Regions from separate parts of the Mus musculus genome. Here regions 2 and 3 are each linked to region 1. The links are chromatin contacts, called in public Hi-C and HiChIP or PLAC-seq maps. All regions are on one chromosome and are shown on one strand. The core of a region is the stretch at or near the end of the contact, and the rest is flanking DNA. Distances in the headings are between cores, read along the strand shown.

What was found. A called contact is a pair of places that touch in the nucleus more often than the background predicts. HiChIP or PLAC-seq counts read pairs in DNA pulled down with a chosen protein or histone mark.
Region 2: a contact with region 1 is called in an H3K4me3 HiChIP or PLAC-seq map of the SCID.adh cell line, with 19 read pairs. The contact joins the promoter of Ctcf here to the promoter of Edc4 in region 1. A contact is called at or near these places in 21 of 39 promoter capture datasets (the 3T3-L1 cell line, 3T3-L1-derived adipocytes, the C10 cell line and 15 more), 7 of 484 Hi-C or Micro-C datasets (B cells, the G1E-ER4 cell line, the HPC-7 cell line and 4 more), 31 of 115 datasets of contacts at active chromatin or transcription factors (the 230-238 cell line, the HPC-7 cell line, the SCID.adh cell line and 24 more) and 3 of 9 other capture datasets (adipose tissue, embryonic stem cells and liver).
Region 3: a contact with region 1 is called in a Hi-C map of bone marrow-derived macrophages, with 36 read pairs. The contact joins the enhancer-like site here to the promoter of Edc4 in region 1. A contact is called at or near these places in 7 of 39 promoter capture datasets (the C10 cell line, the HPC-7 cell line, cranial neural crest and 4 more), 3 of 15 datasets of contacts at CTCF or cohesin (large pre-B cells, pro-B cells and stem cell-derived epiblast-like cells), 53 of 484 Hi-C or Micro-C datasets (the 63-12 cell line, the AML12 cell line, B cells and 33 more), 15 of 115 datasets of contacts at active chromatin or transcription factors (the 230-238 cell line, the SCID.adh cell line, bone marrow-derived dendritic cells and 8 more) and 4 of 9 other capture datasets (adipose tissue, liver, macrophages and 1 more).

The regions. Positions count from the first base shown.
Region 1 is chr8:105,878,424-105,882,568 of GRCm38.p6, forward strand. Edc4 (enhancer of mRNA decapping 4) reads left to right here and starts at 2,458. Exons shown (of 29, transcript NM_001301100.1): 1 at 2,458-2,735. The coding sequence starts at 2,654. Nutf2 (nuclear transport factor 2) reads left to right here. Exons shown (of 5, transcript NM_026532.4): 5 at 382-1,979. The coding sequence ends at 495.
Region 2 is chr8:105,634,863-105,639,007 of GRCm38.p6, forward strand. Ctcf (CCCTC-binding factor) reads left to right here and starts at 1,676. Exons shown (of 12, transcript NM_181322.3): 1 at 1,676-1,858. Gm5914 (predicted gene 5914) reads right to left here and starts at 2,612. Exons shown (of 2, transcript NR_151742.1): 1 at 2,418-2,612.
Region 3 is chr8:106,038,103-106,042,247 of GRCm38.p6, forward strand. Dus2 (dihydrouridine synthase 2) reads left to right here. Exons shown (of 16, transcript NM_025518.4): 8 at 3,722-3,787; 9 at 3,924-3,994. Among named protein-coding and RNA genes, the nearest start is that of Nfatc3, 19 kb to the right of the region's middle. Within about 2 kb of position 1,724, at least 18 of the 459 cell types and tissues checked have an H3K27ac peak or open chromatin away from gene starts, as enhancers often do. A contact at or near this core is called in the CH12 cell line, bone marrow-derived macrophages, erythroblasts and 1 more, where this site is marked.

The sequences.
Region 1 (4,145 bases), core at 1,208-3,707:
CTCAGTTTTAAAATGTAAACCATTTATCAGTAGTTTCTTCTGATTGGGATAAATTAATAAATAATAGTGTTTCAAGATTCCTTAAAATTTTTGATCACTTCTGCCCTGAGACATTGAGCTAAAAGACAGGCAAGTCCTCTGCTCTGCTGCCTAGCTAAGTGGTAAAGTGTGCTGCCTTTCAATATACATGTGAGTAGCCATTTATTGACACCTATGTGACCAGCAGTTTCCCACATAGTAATTCACGTTCACAAATACCTATTCTGTACTGGAATTCAGTGTTAAGATAATTAGTACCTGATCCCTAGGTTGTACTACCATTAAACATCCTTTCCGTTCCTTAGCCCCTTCACTGAATCTGTTCTTTCTCCCTTCGTACAGGCTGATGAAGATCCCATCATGGGTTTCCACCAGATGTTTCTATTAAAGAACATCAACGATGCTTGGGTTTGCACCAATGACATGTTCAGGCTTGCCCTGCACAACTTCGGCTGACCTCCTCCTGGCCACAGTCACGCTGTTTCCTCCTCCCTCTTCCCAATCCTAGCTCACTCCTCCAGATGCTCCAAATATCATACACAAACGAGCAGGGCCGAGGCGGGAGCGGGTGCAGGGCGCTTCTGTCACCACGGTGTTGTGCATGATGTTTGGATGCTAGACTAGTCGCATCTGACAGGAAGTTTGTGTTGTACCAGCGCATGCCTTGGAAAGACTTAAGTAATGCAAACGATTGTCGGGTTTTGTTTTTGTTTTATTTTTTGTTTTGTTTTGTTTTTTTAATCTACTGACAAGTTGCTCTAGTAACCCAAAGAAGTGAAGGAGAAAGCAGCTGCCTCACCAACCGCCCAGATATTGATTTGTTCAGATGTTTCAATGCCTCATGATACAATAAAACCACAAAAATTTTCTTAACAGTTTAAATTGTTTTAATTAGTTAAGTAGTTGGCTGGGCATCAACAGTTCCAGCCCATTGTCTCACTTTCCCCACCCCCATCTGCCTCACCTCAACAGAACCTACTGCAAGGAGCAGATTCACTCAAGTGGCTAAGCTCGCATGTCTGCGGGCCGGGGCAGAGTTCTCTCCAGCCCCAGGGTTTTGGAACGCAGGCCTGGCCTGAAGCTTCTCTTGGACTGAAGGCTCTTCAGTCAGCTCTGTCTGATACCACCTGTGGCCTCTGCTCTGTAGATTTGGGTCTAGTAGCAGGGTAGATATTCTGTAGCAGCTAGAAAGGCCTTAGCAAATATGGCTTCCCATATTTATACCCTCTGGGTTGAAGTCCTAAATGTAGGGGCCTGCTCTATACCCAAAATAAGTGACATGCAGATGCCCACATTCCCCAAGCAAAGCGAGAGATGCTGTGCTGCCTGCTTGGGATATCAGAGCCAGGCGCCATTAGGTGGAGTATAAATTCCACACTGGAAGGAAGCAGTGTGAAGGAGTGCTCTAACTCTCCCCTCAAGACCTGTGCAGGGCATTTACACACCATCTTCCTACTTTCCACATACCCCATACACTCTTCAAATCCCAGGAAATCTTAACTAGTATGGCAGTTTCTGCCCTGTTTCTTAGTCTGGGCACAGGTCTTGCTCAGTACCGATATAGCTTTTCATCCTTGAGACCTCTGGATAGTATAAAGCTACTAAAATAGCAACTGCAAGCTAGAACCAAGCCCAGGATTTGGGGTTTAGGATTGGCTAGGCACACCTGAACATGCCCTTCTCCCTGCTCTCCTGCATTGTGAGGGGAGAGTAAAGATTTCCACATACTCCACAGGTTGCCTGGTTAGACCAGCATAGTCCTGGACGCTACACAGAAGGTTCCAGTGGGATTGATCTCTAGCTGCTGTGTATTGGGGGAAGTAGGGGTGGGAGAGAGGTAGATGCCAGCTGCCTCTTAATCCACCCTGTATAAAATCTGCAATACAGCTTCTTCCATGTACCTGTGCCTGAAATGTCTGCAATAAAGAGGTGTTTGTAAACTATGGTCTCTTTATTCCTAACGTGAAGTTACCGTGTGGGACAAGGGGTTACTGGGGACAGTTGGTAACAATGACAGTTTTGGGGGTAGAAACTATCTCCCTTGCCCTTGCATCTCCTGGGGCTAATGACCTCGAAGATGTCTTGGTCTTGCTTACTCCTAAGCGGGGGAACAGACCCTTACCAGTTCACCTTATTTAAGGTCTGAAAAGTTACTACCTGAGTGGTAAAGTTGGCTTTGTTGTACCATTATCCAGTTCATCAGAATGGCCTAGGACCTGGGTTAGATCTCCAGAGATGGTAGGGTTTTAGGCAGTCCAATGCTGAGTACATTTACTCTTTCTCAGTCTTGTGAAGTTTAGCCACTACTGGGCTAGCCAGGAGCAAGCAGCCTACGGAGGCTGCCTCTGATAGGAACTGGGGCTCCTTGAGCTCGGAACCTTTCTTCTGCGGTAGTTGTAGGTTCCGGGAGCGAAGGTCAGTGGGACCGGAAGTGGAGGCGGTTGGTGGGGTTGGCAGGGCTCACGGACGCAGTCCGGGCGGCGGTTTGCGAACTGCGGCTAGGTTTTGTGTAGTGCTCTGTCTCCTCTCTAGCGGGGTCGTGGCTGGGCGAAATTGGACACTGCGGAGGTAGAGGAACTAACGTCGGGCGAGCAGGACTCTCGTGGCTGGGCCCATGGCCTCCTGCGCGAGCATCGACATTGAGGACGCCACGCAGCATCTGCGGGACATACTCAAACTGGACCGGCCCGCCGGAGGTGAGCCGGGATGGGGTGTGTAGGCTCTTAGCGAAGTGGTGGACGTATGGCGTGGATCTGAACCGTTTTCGGGTGCCATAGGCTCCATTAGCCAGACTCGGGATCCTCCGGTTTGATTGCGGAGGACAGGAATTGGAGTCATGGATGATCCCTGGGTATATCCAGAGAATGGCGCAGACCCCTGGGTGTTACCCCTCCCCATCCTATGCCAGACCATTCTGCCTTGTTCTTAAGTGTTTTGGCTGAAGGTATGGCGCTCTCCTCGGAATCCACTCAATCCATCTGGTTTCCTTGCCTCCAAATTTCAGTGCTTTGAGAACTGGCCCCGTATCCCTCCTCGCCAGGGTTCAGAGGCCTGGTGCAGTGTCGGTTTAGCGAGTTCTAGGCCTAGAATTAAGTGATCTGCTGAAGAGCCTCTGTGCCCACCCTGCAACTTGGCTTCCCCCCAAAAGTGTATACTCCCAGGCCAGGTGTTGCTCTGAAAACGATTTTCTGGCAAAAGGTGGACAACCCCAAAAGCATGTTTCTCCTGGATTGAAGGCAGATCACAGACAGGCTCTGATGAGGTTAGATTAGGTTCCAAACGTCAGCAAGCCCATATGTTCCCAATTCATTCGAGTTTTACTTAGGCTCCCAGTATCCTCCTTGGGGCTACTCTTCCCAGATGAGAGTTCCCAGGACAGAAGGCCACCAGCATTGTAATATAATGTTATTGTAAAAGGATGGTCAGGGTACTTTGATGGGAATGGGGAAATAACGGTGAGGGAGATAGAGGGCTGGTTTGAGAGGAGACTGTTAGGGCTAGTTTGGATACTATAGACAGGAGATTGAATACCAGGAAAAGTCCTCGAGGCACTTATGTGGAAGACACATATTACAAAAAGGAAATAGTATGTATAAAAATGAGATGTTTCCGTGCGATTCAGAGACGTTTGAACATTGAGGTGGTTGACCAGAGATAATGGTGTACATACTGAGAAGTGATTCTTTTCTCACACCTTTTATGCCTGCTGGTGGAACCCAGACTGCTAAAGCGGGCACTTGTACTCTCCAGTGGGTTCAGCTGAGACAGCCACAGATAATCCGTTTGCTGTCTGAGCCTCCTGGGCTTGTGCTTTCAGGGTGTGCTCCCTTGACTCATGAGGCGGTTAGTGCCTCTGATGCCCACGGTCAGCTGAGCAGACAACTGTGTACAGACTTTGTAGAGCCTGGCATGATTAGCTGTGTAGCCTAGGCCTTTTTATCCTCACCATAGACGGCTAGGAAGGGAGAGTAGCCAGCTCATCCCTGAGCAGCTAGAGTGGTTCTAGTCCTAGTGAGAGAGAAAGGGTCTTTCCATGTAATTCTTTTGTTTGGTGACCGGCACTTGATTTTTTGGTTGTTGTTGGTTTGGGTGTTCGTTTGTTTTTT
Region 2 (4,145 bases), core at 426-2,925, 240 kb before region 1:
CACTTGACCCCCTCTACCACCTTTTAAAACATCCCCAGAGTTGAGATGATGCTCAAGGGCAGAGACCATGGCTTTGGGTTGGATTCATACCGCCCAAAGGGAGACAGAACAAAACTCCCCCCTGACCTCACATCCTTCTGCACCTATTCCCCAATGTCTGCTCTACCCACAGCAGAACTCAGGCTGCCTTCATGCACTGTCTCTATTTCCTTACTCTCCTGTTTACTTTTTAACCCATTCTACTCAGGTTAACCTCTTCAGTTAATCCATATGAGTCAAGCTAAAGTCACCATGATCTTTCCCAGCTATCTCCAAGGTAATAAACTCAATAGCTAAGCCTCTGGCTGAACTGTACCGGAACTCTCAGCATCTGAAAACCAGAAACCTCTCTTCCTGCCTCAAACTTACTTCTGGTCTTGGATTCTACAATCCAACAGTCTAGACTTGTCTTTCTGTTTACTTCCTTGTCTATTATCCTCTTTCTAATCTTGGACTTTCTCTTCTATCTTTCCTCTAAGTCCAGTCATGGAGGGAAGCTCCACAACAGTGGGTGAATGGACTCAAGATGTTTAAACACATTTGCCTTAGTTACTGACATCTGAACAGTGGGATCTTACATGCTTCTAACTTTCCGATTCTTTTGGGGGGAATAAACAATATCTATTGATAATGGACCAGCATACCCACAACACAGCCCAGATGTATATGAATAGGGCAGAAGCTTGCTGCCAGGTGCATTTGTTATCCAAACAGCTAAAGCAAGAGAACTGGGACTACAATCCCGAGTCACATTCCAAGGCTATGGGGGGCGGGGAGAGAAGATGATTAGAACACCTGCCAATAGGGTCTTCCCGGGAAAGGGAAGGGATTAAGTACCACCGACTGGGAACCGAAATAAAAAGAACAGTCTTAAAAACTTAGACGTTCACGGTGCCAAATACAGCTAAACACGACTGCTGTGGTGTGGTCTGCTATATCTCCGGACTGAGGTGACTCTGTCCCGATTCTCTTAATTTCACATTCGGTTTTCTAAGGCCCTTTTCTTGGGAGGAAGACTACTAAGATCCCCGGGCGAAGCCCCTAGCAGTCGATCTTGAGCACTGGGCAAGTGTCGGAGAAGTGAGAGAGTGCGGGAACTCACTGCATTTGACTCGGCGGCGGGACAGGGTGCAGAGCTAACCCCGGGTGGGAGGAGACCGGGCAGGGTAGAACCCTGGCGCTTCCTCAACCCCCACGGCCCCAGCCCCGCGCGCTTACTTCAGCTCCCCGTCGTCCTCCCGCCCTTCGCAGCTTGGAGGGAAAATGAGCGAGCTAAGGAAATCAGGGCAACTAGGCGGAGACCCGATCGCCCAGAAGCCGCCAGCCTCCGCCCAGGGAAGCCCCACCCCAATGGGAACCAGGCCGCCTCCGCGCCGCCGGCAGAGCCCACGCGCGACCCGGCGAGGGCGCGGGAGGGCGCGTGCGGCGTGACGCCGCGCCTCGCGGCGCATCCCCGTGACGCCATCGCGCCGGCTTTTGAAAGTTGGCGCCCGGGGCCGCCTCCCATGCTGCCCTGCGCCAACCCCTCCCCTCACCTTTCCTCCCCCGCCCTCGTCGCCGCCGGCCGGCCCCCCCCACCCGACTCTTCCCTTATCAGCACCCGCGGCCCCGGCAGCGCCGACGCAGGCGCACTGCACCGCGCCGCCGCCATTTTGTGTCCGAGCCTGTGGAGCGATTAAACCGTGCGCGGAGCTGCTTCTTTGGCGGCAGCGGCGACCAGCAGCAGCCGGTGCGGGCGCGCGGAGCCGGCCGGGGACGCCAGGTGGCCGGAGCGGTGGAGCGGCGGCGGAGCGGGCGCCGCGGGGGGTGTGGCGCGAAGGTAAAGGGGGCCCGGGGTGGAGGAGGTTTCGCGGGCCGCCTCTAGGTGTCACGATGGGGCCGCTCCGGTCGGCGCTGGCTGCAGCCCGGCGCCAGCGCCAGCGCCGCCGCCGGGGGGTGTTTGTCTCCCTCTACCGTCCCTGCTGCGGCGCGGCCGCCGCCATTGCCCGGCGCCGCCGCCAGGGCCTGGCCAACCCCCTCCACGCCCGCCCGCCCGCCCGCTAAGCTTCCCTCCTCCCAACATGGTAGGCCTCTGGCGGCGGTGGCGACAGAGGCCTGCGCGCTCGGCGACTCCATTTTCCTTCCTTTGTCTCTACCCTCGAGGCCGGCTTTTGGCCCGGCTGATCTTCGGGCCACGGCCCGCCCTCTGCCCCTCCCGCGACGGATACCCCTTACCGAGTCTGGACCCTCTGAGGCTCGGTTGCCGCCGCTTGCTTCGCCTAGGGGTTCTGAACCCTCGGCCGGCCGCTTAGCCAGGTCCCGGAACCGTGTGGGTGTCGGGTCCCGACCGACGCGCCTCAGACTCCCCATCTTCAAGTCCAGCCGGTCCCGGAACCTACCCGATCTCCCTGCGTTGCTTCTCCAGCAGCTGGGGTGCTCTCTAGTCTCTCGTAGTCCGATCGTCCCCGCTGCCGGTCTCCGTCGCCGCCGAGTGTCGCAGGCGGCGCTGCTGTGGCTGCGAGCAGAGGGGACCCCTGAGCTGCCGAGAGCTCCCTCTGCAAGGCTGGCTGAGCTGCTCGCGCCTCGACGCCGCCCGAGCGGGCGGGGGAACGCGCGCTCGCCGCCCCCGCCGGGCCCCGCTGCGCCCCCAAACTCACGCCAGGGCATCGCGCGGGACCCGACCGGTGCGGCCCCCAATGGTGCGCGGAAAAAGACACGAATTCCTGCACCAAAGTAGTTTTTCTCCAGCTGTATTCGCACTCTTTCAGCCCCTTGAAACGATAGCAGTCAGACTTGGTGCGCTCAGAAATCTCAAAAGGGACTGAAACTTAATTTCACTCTCATCTCAAGTGATGTGATAAACTCATAAATTCGGGAGCATGGGCTGGTTGCGATGGTACAGGCGACGCTGGAGTTTGCCTCCTATTTAAAATGTCCTGACGCTAACTTTGCACTCCACTTAGGACCTGATGCTCTAGGGCTAGGCTAAGACAGTTCAGCCCCTCTCTAGAGATCGTGCAAACCGATCTAATGCGCCAATAGGGTAGAATGAACTTATTCATGACTGGACTGGTAATTTGACTGTTGGATGAAATGTGAGGGTTGATGTTGTAATTGGATCCTGGGTCACTTGCAGCAGATGGTTTATAAATTTCTGTGCCTAATGTAACTACTCTTTAGTATCTGACTTCCTGTATTGAGTTTAGCATTAAGTAAACATTAGCAAAGAGACTTAATACTTTTTTGGAGTTTAGATCAACTAAGAAAGCTAAAATTCCAAGGCATCCATAGGCAGGAAAAGAAATTAAACAGGGTATTTATCCTGGCATTAAGTCTTTTGCATTTAAAAGCTTCCTTTGATAAACTGCTGGAGTAACCTTTTCGTACCCACTCTAACACGGATTTTCTTTTTTTTTTTTTGGTTTTTCGAGACAGGGTTTCTCTGTATAGCCCTGGCTGCCTTGGAGCTCACTTTGTAGACCAGGCTGGCCTCGAACTCAGAATCCGCCTGCCTCTGCCTCCCGAGTGCTGGGATAAAAGCCTTTCCCCACCACGCTTAACACGGATTTTCTTACCAATTAGCCACTGATGTGTGGCTTAGGTTCTTAAGAAAAAAATCTAGGTTGACATTTTCAGAAAGAAAAGATAATGAGGTGCTTTAACACACCAACACACACACACAAACACACTGTCTCTCTAGCTCTGGCTGTCCTTGGAGCTCTGCAGACCAGGCTGGCCTCAAACTCAGATTCACCTGCTTCTCTCTCTGTCTTCCTAGCCCTGTGGTTAAAGATGTGCTCCAACGACGCACTCGCTTCCATCATCTTGATGCTAAGAAAGATTGTGTTGTTTACTGTGTGTGATTTCAGTTTGGAGGTTTTAGCAACCCACATTGTATGCAACTCTTTGAACACTCCCCAACCTTTCTGCCCTCCATAAATGAACCCAGGATTCTCTGGCTGGTTAGGCCACACTAGCCACACATTGAAATCCTATGAAACTGCTTTCGTGATGCTTGGGCATGCTATGCAAGTGTTCGGCCTGTGCACTGTGTTCTTAGTCATTTCAGCAGCACCTCATTCCTTTTTTAATTCTCCAGAATGTCCTTCCTCACCTTCTCTCTTTAG
Region 3 (4,145 bases), core at 474-2,973, 160 kb after region 1:
TATATGAAGACAGAGCCCTCATATAAACAAACAAACAAACAAACAAACAAATAAATAAATGAAAAAAAAAGCCTAAATAGACAGGTTAAAAACAAGAACCTAAAAATGATTTTAACAGACGAAAGTAGAATAGTTTATTGAAACTGAATTGGATGATGTGGTACATGTACATTTGAAATCCCAGCAGTTGGGAGGAGGAGGCAGGCGTGTTAGGGATTCAATGTCAGGTTGGACTAAGACCTTGTCTCAAAAGATCAAAGCCAAACAAAGCACAGAGAGGAAAGAGGAAATTGCTTAAGACCCTTTTTCAAATGTGTGGCAGACAAAGCCAACTTCAGAAGCTATGGCTTTGTGACTCCTAGCCGCAGCATTAGTGTTCCTTCTCTGTGATACCTGATGCTACAGGAGGCTATGGTAGTTCTTGAGATCCTAGCCACAGTTCAGTAACAGCCTAGGCTTTAGAGCCTGCAGTCAGAGGCCCTGTGTAGAACGGAGGGGACAACTGTGGATCTCAGAATGGTTTCCACACTCCATGCCTAGCTGGAGTGAGAGTTTTTCTGATGGATCCTCATGGGCCTGGCAGTGTCCCCCTTCCTTAAAGTACTAAGTGATGTCTCACAAGAGGCTCCAGTTCACGTGTACACACAGGCGGTTTCCCTCTCTTCCATCACCTGACTAAGTAGGCCAGTGATGTTGCCCCTGCCCCACGTAAAGAACACATTTGGTAAGAGGCAGCAGGAATGCACGCCGTCTCAGAAGCTTGCTTCATTCTGCTACGGTCACGTGTGCCAGCTTGGCCTAGTGAGTGCTCTTTACTTCATGAAAGAGAGGCTTCAGGCTTCCACCAAGTTAGATGTGACTTAGGCATGTCGGGCAGGGTTCATTTCACGTCCACACTGTACTGGCAAGCTGGGAACTGGCTGAGAGCTTTGTGGGTACTCTGAAAGTTTTCTCAAGATAAGGTTGCTCACGTGGGGTCAGGAAAAAACTATGGAAATACATAGTGATAGTGGCTTAACTATACTGTGAAGGTAACTGGATTACTTACACTTAAAAGTGTTTCACAGGACTTTAATCCCAAATGTAGGGAGTAGGGCAGAAGCAGGTGGATCCCTGAGTTCGAGGCCGGCCTGGTCTACAGAGCGAGTTCCAGGACAGCCAGCGCTACACAGAGAAACCCTGTCTTGAAATAAACTGAAGAAAAAAAAAAGGTAGCAGATACTTATAATGTTAATCAGTACTGAAGAGGCTGAAGCAGGAGGGTTTTGAGTTTGAGGCATCCTGCACTGTGTAACAGAGTCCAAGACAGTCTGGGGTACACAGTGAAACCCATCTCTAGAACCAAGAAGTTAAGGGTGGGACAGAGCTAATAATGGCAAATTTCCTTCCTTCCTTCCTTCCTTCCTTCCTTCCTTCCTTCCTTCTTTCCTTTTTTTTTTTTTTGAGAGAGAGAGAGAGAGAGAAAGAGAGAGAGAGAGAGAGAGAGAATCTTATGTATTTTAGGCTAGCCAGTAGATCTGGTGAGACAAGCCTGCTCATGGTTGGATATTCTGTTCCTCACTAGATGTGAATTTCATCCCTAGTCCTAGTCCTTCCCCTCCTCTGGCAGGGACATGTGACATGATTTAGCTCTGGGTGGTGGCGTGTCCACACTGCTAAGACAGCCTCAGGTTGCCTGTTCTTCCCTCATGTGGTCCTAGCAAGTGACCGGGTCTTTCACTTCCCTAATCTCCTTCCTGGTTGTGAATGTGAATGTGAACAGGAATGCCTAGAAAGTACCTAGAGCTACTTAGAATGAATCAAAAGGGAGCCCTCTAAGGCTGAGAACTGTATCAAACCACTTGGTATTTTCGTCATTGCATTTCAAAGGTTCAAAGTTAGCACTCGCCAGGGAACCTTCTAGATATGTTGCTGTGAACCAGAGTTATTAAACTAATGTGGAATTGATTGATTGATTGATTGATTGATTGATTGATGTGTTTTGCGATAAGGTCTCACGTACTCTGGGCTCCTTATGATTCAAGAATGACCTTGGACTCCTGCTCCTCCTGCCTTTACCTCCCAAGTGCTGAGGCATGTGCCAGCATGCCTAGCTGGAGTGAGAGTTTTTCTGATGGATCCTCATGGGCCTGGCAGTGTCCCCCTTCCTTAAAGTACAAATTTAAGGCTTGCCAGGATGACTCTGGGCAATCAGGTCTAGTCTGCTGTGTGAGGCAGCACCTGGAGAGTGTTCCTGCCCGCCTGGCCAGCAGGGAGGGTCTTGGTGGTGAACTGTTGGCCTTTCAACAGTTTCATATCCTTAGCTCTCAGATAAGGCCTGTTTTACTGTAACCGGCTCTCCGCTGCCCTCATCTGTCTAGAATTCAGGTAAATGCAAGTCCTCCTGCCTGCCTGGTAGCTGTTGCCTAGGAGGCACCTTTTGCAGGGTAGGAGTCCAGTGTTTGAGATCACCTTCCTCACACTCGTGCCTGACCTGAGATTTTTGATGTAGGAAGAAGATAGCAATGCCATAGACATTCAGGCCGGGTTGTCTCTCTCTTGGTCTCTGATTCTCACGTTGCCATGTCATGCTGCCTCCTTGACTATTTTCCCGTGTTAACGTCTTGATCTTTCTTTGCAACCTTTCCTAATTGTTATATAAGAAGCATTTAAAAACATGTTAAAAGTGTCATATTTTCCTTTTCCAGTTTATATATTTGTTTGTTTGTTTGTTTGTTTTTTGGTTTTTCGAGACAGGGTTTCTCTGTACAGCCCTGGCTGTCTTGGAACTCACTTTGTAGACCAGGTTGGCCTCGAACTCAGAAATCCTCCTGCCTCTGCCTCCTGAGTGCTGGGATTAAAGGCATGCGCCACCACGCCCGGCTTCCAGTTTATATATTTGTATATATGACTTTTCAAAATAGGAGGATTCATGAGGACAGAGCCTAGGCTCCTAAAGACCTTCCTTTCCCATTCTGGTTCTTGGGCTGCCACCCAGGGACTATTCCTTTTACTCAGAAAGGAAGCTGCCAGTTGCTGGGCAGTGGTGGCACATGCCTTTGACCCCAGAGAGAGATGAATCTTAGAATTCAAGGCTAGACTGGTCTACAGAGTGAGTTCTAGGACAGTCAGGGCTACACGGAGAAACCCTATCTTTAAAAAAAAAGAAAGAAAGAAAGAAAGAAAGAAAGAAAGAAAGAAAGAAAGAAAGAAAAGAAAAGAAGAGAAAAGGAAAAAAAAGAGAGCTGTTAGTCATGTGTTCATAAACAGGACTAGGCCCCAGGATTATGTTGAGTGTATTAGGCAATGATTTTGAAAATACAGGTTTCTAAGCTCTGTCCCTAGAGAACCATTCAGGAACTAATGTGATGGCTCTAAGAGTCTGTTATTTAAGCTTTCCAGGTAATTCTGATGTTTTTCCTGGCAAAGAATCACTGTGTTCCACACAGAACTGCATGCAGGCTCATTCACTCACTCACTCACACTCACACACACACACACACACACACACACACACCAGGCAAGGACTTGCTAGTGTTGAAATTTTAGCCCCCCAGAACAGAGGTTGACTCCTTGTCTCGTGGAAATTACATGTAAATCATAAGACAGGTAATAGCAAGTGCTGTTCCTCTCCGGTGTGCATGGGTCTTGTAGGTGTACACAGGTCTTGTGTAGGTGTGTTAACTATTGCGGGCAGTGTGGTTTGCTCCAGACAGATGTTCCTGTCTGCTCTTCTTTGCAGATCCTCAGCACTCTTGTTAAAGGGACACACAGACCTGTGACCTGTAAAATCCGAATCCTGCCCTCGGTAAGACTGTGACATTTGAAGGTCTGTACGTTAGGCTGTATGGGGTCCGGTGGTGGAACTGAGCCGACTTTAGGAGTCAGCAGCTCTTTCCTTGGGTCCTTAATGACCACCTTGTGCTGGCATCTTTCTCACCCAGCTGGAAGATACCCTGAACTTGGTGAAGCGGATAGAGAGGACTGGCATTTCAGCCATTGCAGTTCATGGGAGGTGAGTGACTGACTGGCAGGGAGATTCCTCACCATCACTCAACAGACCCTTCGAGACCAACAGCTTCTCTGTGTATTTAGCCTAGGTCTCTGATAGCCTGTGAATCCAGAGAACATTTAAATTCTGCATGGGTTTGCATTTGTTCATTCAT